2 separate regions of the Capra hircus genome follow, and region 2 is linked to region 1. Evidence: chromatin contacts called from public Hi-C data. All regions are on one chromosome and are shown on one strand. Each heading gives the region's core, a stretch centred on a gene start, on an enhancer-like site or on the middle of the called end of the contact. The rest is flanking DNA. Distances are from core to core; before and after follow the strand shown. Region 1 has its middle 19 kb from the start of TMEM173. Region 2 overlaps DNAJC18 (dnaJ homolog subfamily C member 18).

The links. A called contact is a pair of places that touch in the nucleus more often than the background predicts.
Region 2: a Hi-C map of liver shows a contact between it and region 1, with 3 times the contacts expected there. The contact joins two enhancer-like sites. A contact is called at or near these places in 3 of 5 Hi-C or Micro-C datasets (blood and liver).

Annotation. Positions count from the first base shown.
Region 1 is chr7:59,738,886-59,742,564 of ARS1.2, forward strand. No RefSeq gene overlaps it. Among named protein-coding and RNA genes, the nearest start is that of TMEM173, 19 kb to the right of the region's middle. Within about 2 kb of position 2,101, at least 1 of the 5 cell types and tissues checked has an H3K27ac peak or open chromatin away from gene starts, as enhancers often do.
Region 2 is chr7:59,808,071-59,811,749 of ARS1.2, forward strand. It overlaps DNAJC18 (dnaJ homolog subfamily C member 18), which reads left to right. Exons shown (of 7, transcript XM_018050306.1): 6 at 854-1,026. Among named protein-coding and RNA genes, the nearest start is that of SPATA24, 12 kb to the right of the region's middle. Within about 2 kb of position 1,696, at least 2 of the 5 cell types and tissues checked have an H3K27ac peak or open chromatin away from gene starts, as enhancers often do.

The sequences.
Region 1 (3,679 bases), core at 851-3,350:
TCCTCCTGGGCTGTACACAGGTTCCTCTTGCCCAGTGACTATACCTCCTCCACTTCCTGAGTTTAAAGGTCACCTCCTTCCTGCCCTAGGCTTACTCCTAAAATAACACTTATTAAGTGGAATTTTGCCTGTCTGCTTCTTTGTCTGTCCCTACCCCCAATCCCCAACCAGAATGTAACCTCCTATGGTAAAGTGCCTGGCACAGAGAAGGGACTCAATAAATACTTCCTGAATCCCAAATGAATGAATATCTGGGCATATTCCAAGCTCAAGGATCTGGCATGGTGCAGGAAGAGAGAAGAGCAACCAAGAATAAACTGGCCCTGAAGATGGAGAAGTGGAAGTATCCAGGGGTTAGGAAGTAGGGGTCCTTCCAGTTCTCCTCACGCTGCTACTCAGAGGGGTCTGATTAAGGGCACAACCACCTCCCCAGGATGCCAAGGAGAACCTATATTGGTGGACCAGATTTCTTCTTGTGGCCTTAAGAACCCACCCCTGCTCTTCTGCTGGGGGTTTTGAGTCCCCCCCTGTCCCTGTGCCACCCAGGGGAGCTGGGGGTGGCATCTTGGCACACCAGCAGTACTTTGTCTCTCTTGGCTTTTTGATCCATCAGAAAAATCTCAAACCCAGTTCAGACAAGTGACTCATTACAGCTTTAAGGGATGAAAGCTGCTAAGCCAGGCTCCGATAGCAGCACGTAGAGAAGATGCTAAGAGAAACCAGTCAGCAGATGCCCTCTAGAGCCAAAAAGAGGTCTTCTCTGTGTCCTGGGGCTTCTCTGGACATAGAATCAAGGTATTCTGCCCTCTGTGCTCAAGGATGTCTTCATCTAGTTGTGGGAAGGACTTGAACTGGGCCTTAATTACAGCAGCAATAACAGCTGTCATTCTTACTGAATGCTTATGTGTGTGCATGCTAAGTTGCTTCAGTCGTGTCCGACTCTGTGCGACCCTATGGACTGCAGTCTGCCAGGCTCCTCTGTCCATGGGATTCTCCAGGCAAGAATACTGGAGTGGTTGCCATGACCTCCTCCAGGGGATAAACCCAACCAGGTTTGTCCCTAACCCAGGGATCAAACCCACCTGTGTTAAGTCTAACCTGCATTGGCAGGAGAGTTCTTTACTACTAATGCCACCTGGGAAGCCCATTGAATGCTTACCCTGTGCCAAACATTGTTCCAAGCATTTGGCTAGCAGCCTCTCTCACACCTCAAACAATCCCTTTGCAGATTAGGAAACTGAAGCTCAGGGAGGTTAAGCCCATTCATACAGTGGAAGGGATGCATATAAAGCAGAGTGGTTGAGAGGAGGGCTCTTGGTGGGTTGGGAGGTGATGCACACTCATTTCTTCAGTTGAAAGGAAAGGCACGTGCTGGGGGTGGGGGCGTGTCATAAGGTAACGGGAAAGCCCTGCTTGCCAGGCTAAGGTGCTTGTTGTAATTGCTCCTCTAGGCTCCATACCAACTGTTCCTTTCCCCTGTTTCTATGTTAGGTGGTCAAATGCTATGATTTGACCTAAGGAACTGGACCTGGGAGTCCTGGCCCTACTACATTCTGGCTGTGGGACCTTAAGCAGGTTCCTGCCCTCTCTGTGCCTCATTGTCCTTGCCCTGAAAGGAGGTTTATTCGGGAAGTTCCAAATCAGCCCATGGGTCTCTATTCACAGCTTCATAGGACAATTAAGCTTAGATGCAGGAGCAACTTTTATTAATAATTAACTTAAGCCTTTTCCCAAAATAGACCCTTCCCCTACCTCATATGTTCCCCTAGGACACAGGACAGGCACAGAGGAGGGAGGCAAAAGAGAGAGCAGAGACCGTTTTGTCTGCACTTCTCTGAGTGGATGAATTGTCTGGCCCCCTCCTGTAGTCCAGGTTGGTCCACCTGCTTAGATCACCAGATCAAACAGAGACAATATCTCTTCTTCCTCTTTACTGCCTGTGTTCATTCATCCATCCATTCCTCAAAAGCCAGGCCTCCTCCAGTCCAAGCACAGTATAGGACAGCTATGAAGCAGATGGACAGGACAGGTAGATGATGGGGTTGCTTTTGTCTTAGTCCAGCTGGCCACCAGGTGTCACCAGTGCCAGCCACACAGCCTCCCTCAGGCCTGAGAAGGAAAGTGGGGCTGGGATGGGGAAGTGTGAACCAATGAAAACACCCAGCTCTGCTCAGCCAGCCTGGATCAGAAGCAAGTTCCTCAAGTGCAAAAATAATCCACTTCCTTGCCCCTCCCCCACCAGAAAGACACCCTCATGATTTCCCCAGCAGCCCAGCTTGCTTGGGATATTGGGAACTCATAACCTCTGCTCAGTCTGGAATTCTCTCTACAACCCATCCCTCACAGTGAGCCCACCAGACTTCTTGTAAACCCTTTTGGTGACCACTGGTTACCACTTTGCAGGTGAGACAGGCTGGACTCTGGGACCCTTTACTGCAGTTCCTACACCTGGACAAACTTCTCCTTGAGCAACAGAATATCAAGAAACTATAAGGGACTGAAAATAACTGTGTGCACCTGCAGCTGGGGCAAATTGTGAACAAGATACAAAATCCAACTGCCACTTCTGGGGTTCAGGGAGCAAAAGCAGGGTACTGTGAATGATCCCTGCACATGGAGCCACCCAGGGGGTGGGCAGACCACTTAAGCCGGTGGGCCCCAACCTTTTTGGCACCAGGGATCAGTTTTGTGGAAGACAACATTTCCAGGACCGGAGATGGGGGATGGCTTTGGAATGATTCAAGCATATTACATTTATTGTGTACTTTATTTCTATTATTATTATATCAGCTCCACCTCAGATCATCAGGCATTAGATCCTGGAGGTTGGGGACCCTCAACCTAAGCCATCCCTCTGGCCTGACCCACAAATTTGCCCATACCTTTACTTTATTTAAGGGACCAGCTGCCTCCCCACCTCCCCACTACCTCACCTTCCCCTTCCTCATTCCCTCTTACCCCCTCATTCCCATCCACTACCACCCCCCACACCCTCCCCGACCCCAACCAAGGGGAGCAAGCAAGACAATCTATTACTTGTTTTCACTCCCTCCTGCTGTAGCATCGGTCCCAGTAAAGCTTTGTCTGCATTTTTCCTCTGGCCTCTTATCAATTTCTATCAATTAAAGATTCTAAGAACCGGGGTCAGTAACACAGGCAGCCTTTATTATTAGAAGATCCTTCCTGACTTAGAACCAAAACTTGACAATCACTTTGTCCTTGTTTTGCCTTCTATAGGCCAGAAGAAGAGAGCTGTTTGGCTGCATACAGCACTTCAGGCATTTGAAGAGATTTCTCAGGTCTCCTGAGTTTATTTGTTCATTATTAATGTCTATATACAGAGAATTTGCTGTGTGACAGACCTCAGGGCCACAGCAGAGAACAAGCCAAATTGAGACCTGTCCTCCCACAGCTTTTTGTCTGTCCAAGAAACCAACAACCAAACCAGCAGAAATGATAAATATTGCACAAGGCCAGATAGAGGATATTTGGTCTCACATGGAACAGGAGGCAAGGCTCTCACCCAGTCTGGTGGCTGGGAAGACTTCCTGAGATCTCCCTGTGGTCAGGCAAAGGGTGAGCAACTTCAGTGCCATTCAGTATCAAACTTTTTCTGTTGGCTGTGCTGGGTCTTCATTGCAGCACACAGTTGCTGTACATGAGGTTTCTCTAGTTGCAG
Region 2 (3,679 bases), core at 446-2,945, 69 kb after region 1:
TGGAAAAAGCCTACACACACACACGTGCACACATATATACACACAGAGGAATGTTATTCAGCCCTAAAAACGAAAATTCTAGCATTTCTGACTACACTGAGGGACTCTGAAGGCATTATGCTAAACGAAGTAAGTCAGAGAAAGATAAATACTATATAATATATTCACTTATATGTGGAATCTTAAAAAAAAACTCAGAAAAGGAGATCAAATTTCTGGTTACCAAAGGTGGAAGAGAGAGGGAGGGGGAATTGAAGGAAGATGGTCAAAGGTGCAAACTAATAGTTGTAAGAGAAATATTAGTAAATATGATGTATGTCACATACAATACAGTGTTATAGTAGTGAACACTGCGGTATGATAGGAAATGATAGAAAAGTTAAAGAGACTAAGTAATAAGAGTTCTCATCACAAGGAAAAATTTTTTCCTGTATCCTCGTCTTTTTTTTTTTTTTGGTCTTTATTTTCTTTTTATTGTATCTGTATGAGAAGACAGACGTTAGCAGATTACCTATTAGACATATTAGACCTTGTGGTAATCATTTCACAATATATGTAAACCCATCATGATATATGTCTTAAATTTAAAGCGGGAGAAAGAAAAGAGGGAGATGACTCATTTAAGAGAATAAAGTAAATATGCTGAGACTGAATCCACTTGAACATGCTCATAGAGTAGCGACAATGACAACATTGCACTTACTGCTTTGCTTGGGAAATAATGAATGTTGTTGTGTTAGAAATGGTATCTGCATCTATGAAGAGGTGAGTGTGATGATGATATCAGCAAGGCCAGCGCTAAGAGTGATATTTCCAAATATAACAAGCACACCTGAGCCTCTCCTTGTTTTAGGACCTTGGGCCACACCATTTCTAGAGAAACCCAGAACCTACAGGTGCCTTACTTCGTGGATAAAAACTTTGACAAGGCCTACAGAGGTGCATCTCTGCGTGACCTGGAGAAGACGATAGAGAAGGATTACATTGATTACATCCAGACCAGTTGTTGGAAGGAGAAACAACAAAGTAAGAGGCTTAAAAGGGGCTGTTAAGCACCCTGAGGGTGCTGTGCCACCCTGAGGGATCCCCAGCGTAATGATCTCTCCTCTACTTTCTAAGCTACTTTATGTGAACACGGATAGGACAGAGCCCCATTCAGGATATTAGAAATATGATAAAGAGGGAGGCTTACGACAGGATTCGTGTGGCCAGGGCTTGAAATCTTTAGGGACTTAGGCAGTACTAGTTGCCTGCCTGTCTGTCTCTGAGTTGCTACATCTGTCTGCCTATCTGCCTTCTGTCCTTTCTTTGCCAACTGCTTTCCTACGTTTTTTCAGGCTCTCCTTCACAGCCTTGATTTGCCCTAGTTTATTTTGGTTGCCACCCTCCTATTCATTCTCCCAGCTTCCCCAACCCCACCAGTCATTGGCCCCTTTCTATGTCACAAGCTTCCTCTTTAAGTAGCTCGCTGCTTTGGTCCATGGTTTCCTAATTCCACATTTCCCAGAGGGAAATCTGATCCAGCCTAACCAAAGTTTGATAGGTTGTTGTTATTGAGTCTGGTGCCCCTTCTCTTCCCCTCCAATCAGCTGTGGCCACACAGAACAAAATTGAGTCTTACTGGAACAGGCCTTCCACACCATTTCCCTGTCTGGAGACAGCGAGGGTGATGGTGTTGGCTTACGATTTGGCTTACGACTCCAGTGAGCATTCATGGGGAGTGCTGTAACAAGGCGGCCCTGCCTCAGCCAACAGGCTCCCTTTCCTCCCACTTGAATTCCCCCCACCCACACACACACACACACACACACACACAGAGGCATTAGTAATTGTATAAAACTTGGCTTTGGTTAATCTTTAAAAAGCAAACTAACTCATTTTTAAAAACTTATCACCGGGTATTATTAAACATCTAACAGTGTCTGATAAATTTAGATCCTCAGTCACAGTGCTACTAAGCACTTGCTGACCCATCTGCATCCCAACCCCACCCCAAGTTAATCTTTCCTTCCTCTGTGTGTTTAAAGCCCTTCACTCATCCTACTGAGACAATACCATCCTCACAGTGTTTGTGTCCTCTAGGTACATGACAGCCTCCCTGCTGGACTCTGGGCTCTCTGAGGTCAAGAACCATGTCTTACTAATTTTGTGTCCCAAGCCCTTGGCACAGTCTTTGCTTCAGAACAGATGCTCAACAAATGTCTTTTGAAGAGAGGATTCTCAGGACTGGAAAAAGTGAAACTGCTGAGGGCTAGGGATCACTGAGCAGGGCTAGTGTCCTAACACTGGCCCTGAGGGACCTTGTATCCACACTCTACTCCTGTAGGGTGGAGCCCACCTGACCTCTCAGTGCCTTAGGAGCATAGTGGGCATTGACTTGGATGTAAGGGGGAACTCAGCAGGAGGAGGGGATTGCTTTTTTTTATTGGAAAAAAAACAAAAAACAAGGGGTCTGGAAGTAACCCTACTCACTGTTAAACTAGGTTTTTCTAGTTTCAAAAACCAGGAAATAATTTTAGAGCAAGATAGAGGCCTTAGACTTAAAGGCATTATAATTGATCGCCTGATCCAAATCAGGTGAAGGTCAGTGTATGGCCTAAGAGTCTCTGTTGTTTTAGGCCCTGAGAGGGTTTTGACTTTATTGCTTTATGCAAGAAATTGATGAAAATATATATTTCTTAAATCCTCCCCCCCCCCACCCCCACACACACACCGGCTAGAACTATGCAAAGAGCTCATAGTTAGGATTTCCTGGTGGCTCAGACGGTAAAGACTCTACCTGCAATTCAGGAGACCCGGTTTTGATCCCTGGGTCAGGAAGAATCCCCTGGAGAAGAAATTGGCAGCCCATTCCAGTATTCTTGCCAGGAGAATCCCATGGAGAGAGGAGCCTGGCAGGCTACATTCCATGGGGTCACAAAGAATTGGACACAGCAACTAACACTTTCACTTTCATGGAAAGGATTACACCTAAAGCGGCTTCTAGCCTTGTGTTCCTATCCTCGTGAGGCCTGCTTCCAGGGCTTTGGCACCCTCCAGGTATAATCAAGTGGGTGAGCATGACACGTGTACCCACAAGTTCCAAACCGGGGGTTATCAGCACACACCCCTTAAAAATCTATTTCTGGCATTTAAGGATGGTGGCTGTCCGGAGCCTCCACACAACCCAAGTGCCATTTGAGAACAGGCAGCATCTGCCCTCTGGATCCAACAGCAAGTGCAGCCAACGTGGTTAAATTTAGCACATGGATGGAGGTTGTAAAAATAAACCTGCTTGAGAACAAAGTTCAGTCTTGGCAAAATATCGAATGGAAACTGCTTTTAGCAAAGGTTAGCCATTGTCTTTTAAAATCTTTTGTTAATTTCTTTGCTCTGCTCTTCCTTAGAATGCTTCATCAGAGTGAATTTCTGAGTACTCCTTTAGTGTAAACACTGATTGCCCTGTCTACTCCTTCACAGCTGCATCTAGATAATAAAGCCAGTGCTAGGGGAGGTGGCCATGGCCCTGGGCTGGCACAGACCGAAATGAAAGGCTGGACTGCCTCCGGACCTGGCTGAGCGGGACTGAGACCCCAGCCCTGCCTGGCAGAGGAGAACTGTCCATGCTCTGGAGCAGGATAGCAGAGAGGGCAGGAGCTTATGCTTTGAAATGGGGATAAAATGAACTTCCTCCCAAAGA